4 separate regions of the Mus musculus genome follow, and all the other regions are linked to region 4. A link is a contact called in public HiChIP or PLAC-seq and promoter capture Hi-C data. All regions are on one chromosome and are shown on one strand. Each heading gives the region's core, a stretch centred on a gene start, on an enhancer-like site or on the middle of the called end of the contact. The rest is flanking DNA. Distances are from core to core; before and after follow the strand shown. Region 1 overlaps Itga6 (integrin alpha 6). Region 2 overlaps Itga6 (integrin alpha 6). Region 3 holds the start of Itga6 (integrin alpha 6). Region 4 holds the start of Dync1i2 (dynein cytoplasmic 1 intermediate chain 2).

Region 1 (2,700 bases), core at 168-2,667, 600 kb before region 4:
GAAGGGAAAGAGAATACACAGAAATATCACCATGTGTTCATTTCATTATCAATTTAAATCTATTTTTGCCTTCCTTAATGAGAATAAAAATATTAAGGTGCTATCTAGATACTAAGACTAGTGGCATTTTACCCTTTTTTCTTTACATGTATCTGTATATTTATAGGTTTTCTGCCATTATTATGGAGCATTTCCTAATCAGTAAGAACACACTATTCCTGAAGAATGCAGGCGACAATGCGAACACGAGCCTGCTTGTCTACTTAGGCCAATAATCAAATTTGGTTTCCTCCAAGCTTCTGGGAACACTAATGGCTCTGCCCAGCCTACCGGAAACCAGGTAAATTAGCTGGTGGTACATATGGACTCCATTATGGCATCTTCCAGCCACCCAGAGGCTTTATAAAATGGGATATTAAAATAAAAGGGAAACAAGCCTGTCTTTCAGAGGTGGCAGCTTTAGCTGGGTAAGAGTCGGGAGTTTAAAAGACCCTTTTGGAGGCTGGAGAGATGGCTCAGCTGTTAAGAGCACTGGCTGCTCTTTCAGAGGAGCTGGGTTCAATTCCCAGCACCCACATAGCAGCTCACAGCTGTCTGTAACTCCTGTTCCAGGGGTTCCAACGCCCTCACATGGACATATATGCAGCCAAGTCACCAATGTGCCTCCTGAAGAATTTTGAAACTTATTTTGGCTCTACCCTAACTCTTGTACCACAATCTCCAGGGAGATTTTACTCATGCTGTTCCGTTCTCATTTTACAGGATTTTCAAGAAAAGTTTTTCAGGGCTAGAGATGCAAATTGGTGGTAAGGCACTTGAATAGGATACACAAGGCCCTAATACCACAAAAACAGGCAAACATATACAAATACATGAGTTAAATAATAAAGAAAAGTAAACAAAATAAGTCTTTCCCCCCAGTTTTTTGTTTGTTTTTTTGTTTTGTTTTTGAGACAAGTTTCTCTGTGTAAACTCCTCTGTAAACCAGACTGGCCTCACACTTACAGAGATCCGCTTGCCTTTGCCTCCTGAGTGCTGGGATTAAAGGTGTAGGCTGTCACCACCTGGCTTCTGCCCCCCTCCCCCAACATTTTAACAATACGTGACTTTTTTCCCCCCTTCTAGTGTTTCTTCACAGCCATGAACTCAATTTTGCAACAGTCTCAACAGACCACTAGGTGGCAACATAAACACACCATTCTAGTTTAACCGGGATGAACCGAGGCAACAAGTATTTTCAGGACAGATAAAACACTCAAGACTGACAAAAAATTAAAAGTGAGAGGCCTTCTCTGCAGGAATAAATGCTTTGTTTCCTGTCCTATCTGGTGGCAAGTGTCACATGGCACAGACAGGCTGGCCAAACGAACAGTGAGGGCAGAACACACCGTCATTATCAAATTCAATCCGTGTACAAGGTCCCCGGGAGGTGATGTCACAGCTGTACAGGCCCCCTGTTCTGTTCGCCCTCTGCAGCGGGAGTGCTTCTGCCCGAGGTGCCCCCACAAGCAACCTGGTGACAAAACAGAAAGAACTTAGGGACTTGAATGTTGCATATTTTAAAGTCTAGCCAGAGCTGTGGGCATCATTCTCTGCCCTGCAGCCCACGAGTCCCACAGCTGCTGAGGAGTGGAAGAGAACAAAGATAGAGGCTTCCGGGGCACAGGTCTCACAGCTGAGACGGAATGACACCTGGTGTCAAACAGAGGAGAGTGAGCCTGTCCCTTACAGAACTGGCAGGTAGCTGGGCGCAATGCTGGTATCGGAAGACACTCTTCATAGAACAAGCATAGACCATGTGACTCACAGAACAGTTTTCTCTCTCAACTCTAGGTGGGAAGCAGCCATCATGTTCTATCTAGTAGGTACACATCTGTTTCCAACGCTGCCTCCCCCCCCCCCCCCCCCCCCCCAGGTACTGTACTGGCTGGTTTTGTGTGTCAACTTGACACAAGCTGGAGTTATCACAGAGAAAGGAGCTTCCCTTGAGGAAATGCCTCCATAAGATCCAGCTGTAAGGCATTTTCTCAATTAGTGATCAAGGGGGAAAGGCCCCTTGTGGGTGGTGCCATCTCTGGGCTGGTAGTCTTGGGTTCTATAAGAGAGCAGGCAGAATAAACCAGGGGAAGCAAGCCAGGAAGGAACATCCCTCCATGGCCTCTGCATCAGCTCCTGCTTCCTGACCTGCTTGAGTTCCAGTCCTGACTTCCTTGGTGATCAACAGCAGTATGGAAGTGTAAGCCGAATAAACCCTTTCCTCCCCAACTTGCTTCTTGGTCGTAATGTTTTGGGCAGGAATAGAAACCCTGACTAAGACAGGTATCCTCCAGGGAACACTTTGACTACACCTAGCTTTGCAACACTGTATCTACAGATTAAGAATCCAACTCTTGCCCATGTCACAATTAATCTCTTCCCTTTTTCTTTTTCTTCAGCTCTATTGAGGATATAGTTGACAAGGAGAATCTCCATCTATTTAAAGTGCAACACGTGATGTTCTGTCTCATGGGTACATGATACAAGCTCCCCCATATCAACCAGTCTCCCACAAAGGCTGAGAAATGAAGTGGCAGCTGTGGGTGGGACATTCCTCTTCTCTCCACCCCAGACTTTCCCCAAGGAGTGGCTCCTAATCCCAACTCATGATCGGCAGGCAGCGGAGAGCTTTCACTTCATTAGCAGAGGGGCTGGCTGGTCACG
Region 2 (2,700 bases), core at 84-2,583, 650 kb before region 4:
GCACACATAAAAGCGTACACACTAAAATAAATAAAATTACAAACCTTCAATCACATTTATATTGTATCACACTTTAGGTATCTTTAGCTGTTCTGAAATTATATGGGACACTAAACAAATATTGAAAGCTTTACTTTGGCTTGATGAAATACAAAGAAAGGCAACTCAGGTTGTCATTTATAATCTTAGAGTTTGCTTTCACATACATGATGCTGTGTTAACAAGCGATGAGCACTTTTGTAAAAAATTTATTTCACACTTTTATACAAATATCCACAGGTATTTTCTAATTGAAATAATCTTATAATGCTAGTTAGTATAAAAACCTATCAAATGCAAACAGACCAGTGACTTGACTTGAGATGACATTTTAGACAACTATTAAATTTAAACATGACATTCTTGTTTCTTTGTTGTTGAACTCCCTCCCAACCCTTTCCAGGACATTCATTTTTATAACAAAGGTCTACAAACACTGTCAAGGTATCAGCTTCTTAGCTGTGTCCTTTAAAGCCAGTGTGCTAGGCTCCAAGATACTCCAGAGAGAAACTGAGACTTTACACATGACTAGGCCCTGTGGTAGAGAGCTTTCTGTAAACAAGGCATCATTTGTAAAACCAGTTTTGAGTGAAAAGACAGAAATAGAACCAGAATAAAGGTCTTTAATATCTTAAGACTGTAATGTTTTATGAAAGAAAGAAAAAAAAAGAATTAAAACTCAAAGCAACAATGGCACATTTAGCAATGTTTTGTTCTTTTAAAAGACAGAGAAGTGGCTGGGACCTAATTCAGTCGCAGAGTGCTGCCCTAGCACCGACAAAGCCTGGGGTCAGTCCCAAGCGCACACCTGCAATCACAGCCCTGGGGTGGGGAGGCAGGGGAATCGGAAGTTCAAAACTATCCCAAGTTACCTAAGGAGTTCAAGGCCAGCCTGGGTTACTTGAGACCCAGTCTTAAGATAGAGAACTGCTTATATAACTAATATCCAAACAAATTAGCACCTGTTTGCTGTTGGCACCTGTTTGCTGTTGTTGCTCTCCATATAAATTATTTTAAAGCACAATTAAAAAAAGATTTGATAATATATTCAATCTCTGTTGAACATATATATAAAATAATTGTTTTCCCCCTCCTACCATTTTTACAACCAACCAAGGCGGGCCGAGGCACGGTAAGCAAGCACTTTAGCAATGAGCTAAGAGTAGTCACAAGTCCTTTGGAGGAATTTAGATTCGGCGAACAATTTGAACAAAAAGCAAACACAGACTCGCTGGCTGAATGGTTCCGATGTTATTTAAGAAGCTAAGTGCTGGGGCACTCCATCTGTTTGGTGTGGCCGTTCTGGCAACAGATGTTCTTCAGTAGTCTCACACTGGATTGGTCTGGATCCACACGGGTACTCACTTCAGGTCCTGAATACAGCGTTGGCAGCATCTAGCACACAGACCCTAGAGTTCAGTGAGCACACCCATGTCTAAGAGTTCTGAAAGTTACAGCACGAAGTTCAGAAGTTCCACACAGGGCTCAAAACAGTACATCCACTGCCGGGGAAGGACGAAATGTCCTACAGTTAACCCCCTTTGTCAAACTTTCTGGGTTGGTGGAAGGCCTGCCAGAAAGGCAATTACGGTATCATGTACAGGTGAGTTTAAGTTATTAAAATGACCCTTGCATGTTTATAAAGATCTTTTTTTTTTTTTGCAGTAAATAAGTAAGGTCAGAACAACAACAACAACAAGACCTCCCAGGTTCTCATTCTCATTGCTTAAACCACCCAGAAGCATCTTTGGCCTATTAGTCAACAGCAAGATGGCTTGAAGAAAAAAATAAATATCATATACAAACAAATGTAACTAGCATTCAAGTCTGTCGACCCTGTGCTTTAGTGACAAGGGAGACGGGAACCTGTGTGCATTTGGCGTCAGCAAGGGTCCTCACTTCTAGGAGATGGAGAAAGAAGGCCAAAGGGTAACATCACCTTCTATTGCACATTTAAGACAGAACTTTCACCAGAGGCACAGCTATCCATTGGCAGTCTTGAGCCAAGGTCAATCTTATGAGAAGAATGCTTGTGGGAGCAGGCTGGGATAGCCACTCTGTTAGCACAGGTGACCTGGGGGAGAGCATCCCAGCAGTGCAGATGGGCAGGCCCTGCCCCAGCGTGTGGAAGTCAGCCACGTCAAAAACAAAGGCAATCCGGAAAGTTAAATTAAGGCAGTTAAAGAAAAATCCACTCTACCAGTCTTAAATTTGGCTGTGCAAAACAGGAGCCTTAGGTGTAACAATATCCACAGTTGAAACTGTAGGTCCATACTGGGTGTCGTCAGTCTGAAATCATATATGGGGGAGCTGAGCAGGCTTTGAAGCCACCTGAATTTCTGAGCTGGAAAAAATAAGGGGGGGCTTTGGGTAGTGTGAGGTGTTCTTTCCTGTGCCCTCCTCTCTATGAGTAACTTTCGTTTTCATTCCACTTGGTGATCCACTGTTTTTTTTCGAGGTTATCCATGTGTTTCTCATCTTTGATCTCTCGCTCTTCTTTCCGGATCCGCACCGCATGGTATCGGGGAATGCTGTCATCGTACCTAGAGCGCTTAAAGAATCCACACTGGAAGGGGTGGGGGACAGAAAAACAAGATGGAAGTTAGTTAATCTGAAGACCTGGTGCATACACCAGAACTTGTAAGCACTCAGTGCAGCTAG
Region 3 (2,700 bases), core at 78-2,577, 570 kb before region 4:
GAGCATGGATCAAGAATTTAACCCCACTGCGACTGGGCGACTAAGCTCCAGAAAATCTTCCCCAATCAAAGAACTGGGTCATGTGGGAGCCAACACTGTTTAAAAGGCAGAGCCAGTCGCTTTCTCCTGGAAGAAACACTTGGGAGGATGACTGTCACTTCCGAACCTTCTTTTCTAAGTCCCTCCTAGAAGGGGCACTTTGCTCTAACTCCTCCGTGAGGCCCACCCAGCACTGGGGCCGGAGGATCCTTGAGTGCTGCTGATCTATCAGGGAGCTGGGAGGGGGAGCTAGCACACCGACTCGAAGAAGCCTGTTTTCACAGCTGAGCTAGTCCTGAGGAACAGGTGCTTTTTAAGAAGCATGTTAAAGTATCTCCTGCAGGAGAGCCCACTCTGCAGGGAAAGTCATACGGGACAGCGAAAAGTGGCTTCCCAACTTCCACGCGGCGCGCGAACGAGGGAGGGGACCGGACGGTCGGAGAGTTGGAGAAAGGCCTGCATTTCCCTGGAAGACTTCCCGCAACCCTGTGTCCCATCACTGTCCCTAGTGCACACGTGAAGCTCAGCAAAGCGTGCCACCTGCCGGGGTCCCTGCAAACTAAGCCCGAAGTGGAGAACCGCGGAAAGCACTTCAGGGGAGGGGGAAAGTCAAGTATCCCGGGGCCGGGCCCGGGGTTTGTCCCTTCGGCTCTCCTCACTCCCGGGAGGCGCCGTGTGCAGGGCGCGGCGGGCCCGGATCTCTCAAGTCTTGGGCCGAAGAAGTGCGAGCGGGCAGGGCAGGGCAGGGCAGGGCAAGGTAGGGAAGGCCAGGGCAGAGCAGAGCCGAGCTGGGCTAGCCCACGGATAGGCTCTGGGCACGCGGGACGGGCGGCAGCAGGGCGCGCCCTCGTTCTCCCTGGCGCAGCGCGGCGCCCCGGTGGGGATGGGAAGAGTCGGGGAACTCACAGCCGCTTGTCCTCCGGCTGCAACTGCCAGTGCATGGCGAGCGAGAAGCCGAAGAGGCTCCCGGGATCCCCCGATTTCCGGATCACGTTGTCCTCGCGGGTGTCCAGGTTGAAGGCTGTACCCAGCCGGGCTAGAAGCCCCGCGGACAGGTAGAGCAGGCACAACTGGCCCGCGACCGCCATGGGCGCGCGCGGTGGGAGGGACCCGCGGAGCTGCTGCGGCCTCTGTGCGCGCGGGCTCGGGGCCGGGGCCGGGCTGCCTGGCGCGCCGCTGCGGCCACTTGGCCTCGGTCGCCCCTGCGCGCGGCCCCACCCCCGGCCGGCTCACGCTCACTGTGCGGCCGCTCCCCCACGCCCGCAGCTAGCTGCTGCTCAATGAGCCCGTTGTTCTCTGGAGACTCTCAAGCGTTTTATCGAGTGACCGGGACTCCGGCCCCGCCCCGCCCCGCCCCGCCCCTCCCGAGGCCCCGCCCGCCACACGCACCTTCCCTGCCGGCCCCGCCCCGCAGCGGCGCACCCGCCGCAGCCCTCCCACCTTCCCGCCACCTGCCCGGAAGCGTCCCGGAGCTTGGCAAGACTAGCCAGGCTTTTTTTCTACCTGTCACTGAACTGCGGGCCTCATAGGGCTGACTTGCAAAGACATCCGTTCTCCAAGGGTTCAAGACGCGCCTAAGTATGCCCAGCTCTTGGGGTTGGCTTGATGTTGCATACTCGCTGGCTCCCCAGGGACCCAAACGTCGAAAACGTTGCTGTGCTACTTAAAAACACACTGTTTCATTCAGGCCTAGGAAGCGGGCTTCTCTGTGCTGATGAGTTTTGGTTTTTTTTTTAAAAAAAAAAAAAAGAAAGAAAGAAAAGAAAAGAAAAGAAAAGAAAAGAAAAGAAAAGAAAAGAAAAAAGTCAACTCAGATTTTTGTGGGAAGATCTCTAGGTAGGGAACACTGAGTCCTTCTATCTTGGGCCCTGGAGTTTAGCTATTGTCCCCTTTTCTTACCCTAAGTTTCCTAGTCTAGTTAGAACTGCATAGATAGAGACAGCTAGAGGTCCGTGTGGGTGGCTTGAAGGCTTGAGTCTCGCGGGCATAGGGTGGGGCTTTCCAGCGAGGTGTTGGCTTTTGAGGCATGTTTATTTTAGGATAGAAAAACTTGCTTCAGGGACGCTCAGAACTTGGTTGAGAACAAACAATATACATTTTAGTGAACCATTTTTTATTATCCTCTGACATTTAGATTAGCATGTTTTCTCTTATGAATGTAGACAGTAAACCACAAAGGCAGGAGACTGTACCAACAACCCAATTATCAGTAGAAAATACTGTTTTATCCAGAAAAGTTGGTTGTTGCAGATGTTTCAAATTACAGTTGTTATTAGGTAGCTACTCTGCTAGATCTCGATGTATGTCAATAAAGAAGCAATTTATTACTATAGAAAAAAATGTTAACATTTTGACATATGTTAATATAATCGATTTTCTTCTTAAAAACATGTATGTTGTGCATAGGGTCTTGGTTTTCAGTAACTTACTGAACGGGCCTTGTTCTACCCTGTCTCCTATCGATGTAATTTAATATTTTAACCAAAAGCCACCTGAGGAGAAAAGAGTTTGTTTTATCTTACATTTCCAGATAATAGAACTCAGGACGGGAACCTGGAGCAGAGACCATGGATAAAAACTGCTTAGTGGTGTGCTCCCTCTAGTTGTGTTGAGCCAACTCTCTATACAAGTCAGGACCAACTGCCCAGAGCTGGGTAACAA
Region 4 (2,700 bases), core at 199-2,698:
AGGAGCCAGGACCTTGTTACCTTCTCTACATTACTGGTTCAACCTTTGTCAGTGTCTCTCTCCATACAACTGCAGGATTAAATGCTTTTGATTAAGGAAACTGGGTTAATAACCTCTTGAAAAGTCTAGGAATCTCTTAGGATCACAATAAAGTTGGATTAAGGGCAAATTTGGTAAGGAGGAAAAATTCATCTATGAAAATGAAAAACATTCTTCTATGTAAATGAAAAAGGGAGAATTCTTGGTAGCGTACTTCAGAAAGACAGGACAGTGGGCAAAAACTAGTGAGCAAGTAACAGGAAATCCCTTTAATATACACTTTTTTTTCCATTTTTTATTAGGTATTTAGCTCATTTACATTTCCAATGCTATACCAAAAGTCCCCCATACCCACCCACCCCCACTCCCCTACCCACCCACTCCCCCTTTTTGGCCCTGGCGTTCCCCTGTACTGGGGCATACAATGTTTGCGTATCCAATGGGCCTCTCTTTCCAGTGATGGCCGACTAGGCCATCTTTTGATACATATGCAGCTAGAATATACACTCTTATATATACTCCCAACCAAGTCATTTGAACAAACTCGCAAAGCAAAGCTCGTGTTTCTTCACCCACTCTTTTCAGGTCTCTAAAAAGCTTCATACTGTAAGGGCTGTTGAAGAAAGTTTCCATACACATCACTCTGTATGATTTTTTTTTGTATTATGTATGATAAATAATACATATTATTTTCTGTTTAGGACCAATTGTCAACAATATACCAATACTGCCTGGAATCTAGTTTGAAGAAATACTTCTTCCTTCAACTCTAACTATTTTGTCCCGCTGAAGCACGGGCGATCAGTTAGCTCCCTCATTATCAGACAGGTCAGGGCCTCTGCTCCGTGACTGACAGGTTCATTTTCTTAAAACTCCGGAAAAAGGAAAGTGTCTAGAATGATGTTTACAATCACAGTGTTCAGAGACCTCCAACACACACGCTAGGTGCCTGGTCATTGCTACTGACCCAAGTAGTAGTGATCTTTATTAATAAAAACCAAGCAAAGCTTAAGGAATTACTTTCTCCCTAGGCTTAAGGCCAAGAGGGTGCGGTCCGGGCTGGGGTGTGTCCGAGGTCCACCAGACGGGTGCAGGACAAATCCCGAGGGTCCAGGCCGCCTGCGGAGGGTCCCGAAGGGTTGCCAAGGGCCCTGGTGGCCTCCCCAGGCCGCTTTGAGTCACCCGGGCCGGCGCTGTCAGAATATCGGCCGGGCGGCCCTACGAGCTCCAAAGCGGCCATCAGAGGCAAAAGGGACTTGAAGGAAGCGCGGCCGACCGACCTGTCAGGTGGCGGAGTGGAGATCGCTTTCTCTGGCCGGTAACTTCCCGGGAACGTCCCTCTCCAACTGTCGCCGCCGCAGATCCGCGGCGTCCCAAGCACACAAAGAGGGATGGGCGGCGGCCGCTACGGCGAGAGCCGAGGGACAAATGGCTGCGCCGAGACGCGGTCTCACACAGAATCAGAGTCTTTGCCGCCCAGCGCAGAGGGGCGGCCTCTCCGTGACTTACCTTTTGTAAAACAGAATCTCCCGGTTGAAACAGATACACCGGCCCGGGGCCCGAAGCGTTTCCGCTTTGGCAAAAGCTGGACAACCACACCTCACATCCTGGGGCGGAGCCCTCAATACCTCCAGAGAACTTCAAGTCCCGGCAACCAGGCGCCCTGCCTGGGCGAGCGAAGCTCTGTGGGAGTTGTGGTCCCACTAGAGGCAAGGAATGCTGGGATATGTAGTCAGTCTTAGCTTTCCTGTCCCCAGCACCAAGGCCATCTTTCTGCCCTTAAAATGCTAATGAGAACATTCCAGAGTTTGTATTGAAGGTGTTTTCTTCCGTGGAACAATGATTACAATGCAGCATGTGCTGCTTAAGGTCTGTGGCCCAACATTAACAAAATCTTAAGTCCTGTTTTTCCATAATGAACCTGAGAAAAGGGCATTTTAAGAAGTTTATTTATAGGCATGTGCTCGTAGATTGATTTGCAGGGGCCATGGATTATTGAGGATTCTTGTAGCATGTGACACAAGATCAAAAATAAACATATATTGGGGCTGGAGAGATGGCTCAACTGTTAAGAGCACTGGCTGCTCTTCCAGAGGTCCTGAGTTCAATTCCCAGCGACCACATTGGTGACTCACAACCATCTGTAATGAGATCTGATGCCCTCTTCTGGTGTGTCTGAAGATAGCTACAGTGTTCTTGTATAAATAAAATAAATAAATCTTTAAATAAAAATATATTAATTTAAGCAGGGCATGGTGGCGCACGCCTTTAATCCCAGCACTCCGGAGACAGTGGCAGAGGCAGGCGGATTTCTTAGTTCAAGGCCAGCCTGGTCTACAAAGTGAGTTCCAGGACAACCAGGGCTATACAGAGAAACCCTGTCTCTAAAAACAAAACAAAACAAAACAAAACAAAAAAATAATTAGCATAAAAATAATTTCTAGTATTTTATAACAGAATAGTTTCCTCCAAAAAGTGTGTTTGGTAAGAAAGCATTTTATACTATTGGATCTGGTTAGATTTTTAATATAAAGAAAATAATTGAAATAAGAATTTACCAGAAGTGCATGGGCTGATGCATGTGGCTTGAAGAATTTATTTGAATAATCTGAAGCATTATTTGCCAAGTATTAAAGCGTTATTTGCTAAATATTAAAGGTA

The links. Promoter capture Hi-C pulls out the DNA fragments that hold promoters and counts their contacts. HiChIP or PLAC-seq counts read pairs in DNA pulled down with a chosen protein or histone mark.
Region 1: an H3K4me3 HiChIP or PLAC-seq map of pro-B cells shows a contact between it and region 4, with 9 times the contacts expected there. The contact joins the enhancer-like site here to the promoter of Dync1i2 in region 4. A contact is called at or near these places in 11 of 39 promoter capture datasets (the 3T3-L1 cell line, 3T3-L1-derived adipocytes, the C10 cell line and 7 more), 1 of 15 datasets of contacts at CTCF or cohesin (the NIH/3T3 cell line), 16 of 484 Hi-C or Micro-C datasets (CD4 T cells, the G1E-ER4 cell line, LSK cells and 13 more), 15 of 115 datasets of contacts at active chromatin or transcription factors (the NIH/3T3 cell line, PVALB interneurons, T-cell acute lymphoblastic leukemia and 12 more) and 3 of 9 other capture datasets (adipose tissue, liver and macrophages).
Region 2: a promoter capture Hi-C map of pre-B cells shows a contact between it and region 4, with 4 times the contacts expected there. The contact joins the enhancer-like site here to the promoter of Dync1i2 in region 4. A contact is called at or near these places in 13 of 39 promoter capture datasets (3T3-L1-derived adipocytes, the C10 cell line, the HPC-7 cell line and 9 more), 1 of 484 Hi-C or Micro-C datasets (bone marrow-derived macrophages), 5 of 115 datasets of contacts at active chromatin or transcription factors (bone marrow-derived macrophages, embryonic basal ganglia, microglia and 1 more) and 1 of 9 other capture datasets (pancreatic islet).
Region 3: a promoter capture Hi-C map of hippocampal neurons shows a contact between it and region 4, with 6 times the contacts expected there. The contact joins the promoter of Itga6 here to the promoter of Dync1i2 in region 4. A contact is called at or near these places in 9 of 39 promoter capture datasets (the 3T3-L1 cell line, 3T3-L1-derived adipocytes, cranial neural crest and 4 more) and 1 of 115 datasets of contacts at active chromatin or transcription factors (neural tube).

What each region holds. Positions count from the first base shown.
Region 1 is chr2:71,815,443-71,818,142 of GRCm38.p6, reverse strand. It overlaps Itga6 (integrin alpha 6), which reads right to left. Exons shown (of 26, transcript NM_008397.4): 2 at 1,389-1,513. Among named protein-coding and RNA genes, the nearest start is that of Itga6, 30 kb to the right of the region's middle. Within about 2 kb of position 1,417, at least 39 of the 459 cell types and tissues checked have an H3K27ac peak or open chromatin away from gene starts, as enhancers often do. A contact at or near this core is called in the G1E-ER4 cell line, T-cell acute lymphoblastic leukemia, memory CD8 T cells and 1 more, where this site is marked.
Region 2 is chr2:71,855,759-71,858,458 of GRCm38.p6, reverse strand. Itga6 (integrin alpha 6) reads right to left here. Exons shown (of 26, transcript NM_008397.4): 26 at 32-2,605. Among named protein-coding and RNA genes, the nearest start is that of Pdk1, 16 kb to the left of the region's middle. Within about 2 kb of position 1,333, at least 4 of the 459 cell types and tissues checked have an H3K27ac peak or open chromatin away from gene starts, as enhancers often do.
Region 3 is chr2:71,785,566-71,788,265 of GRCm38.p6, reverse strand. It overlaps Itga6 (integrin alpha 6), which reads right to left and starts at 1,327. Exons shown (of 26, transcript NM_008397.4): 1 at 946-1,327. The coding sequence starts at 1,127.
Region 4 is chr2:71,210,694-71,213,393 of GRCm38.p6, reverse strand. It overlaps Dync1i2 (dynein cytoplasmic 1 intermediate chain 2), which reads right to left and starts at 1,448. Exons shown (of 16, transcript NM_010064.4): 1 at 1,320-1,448.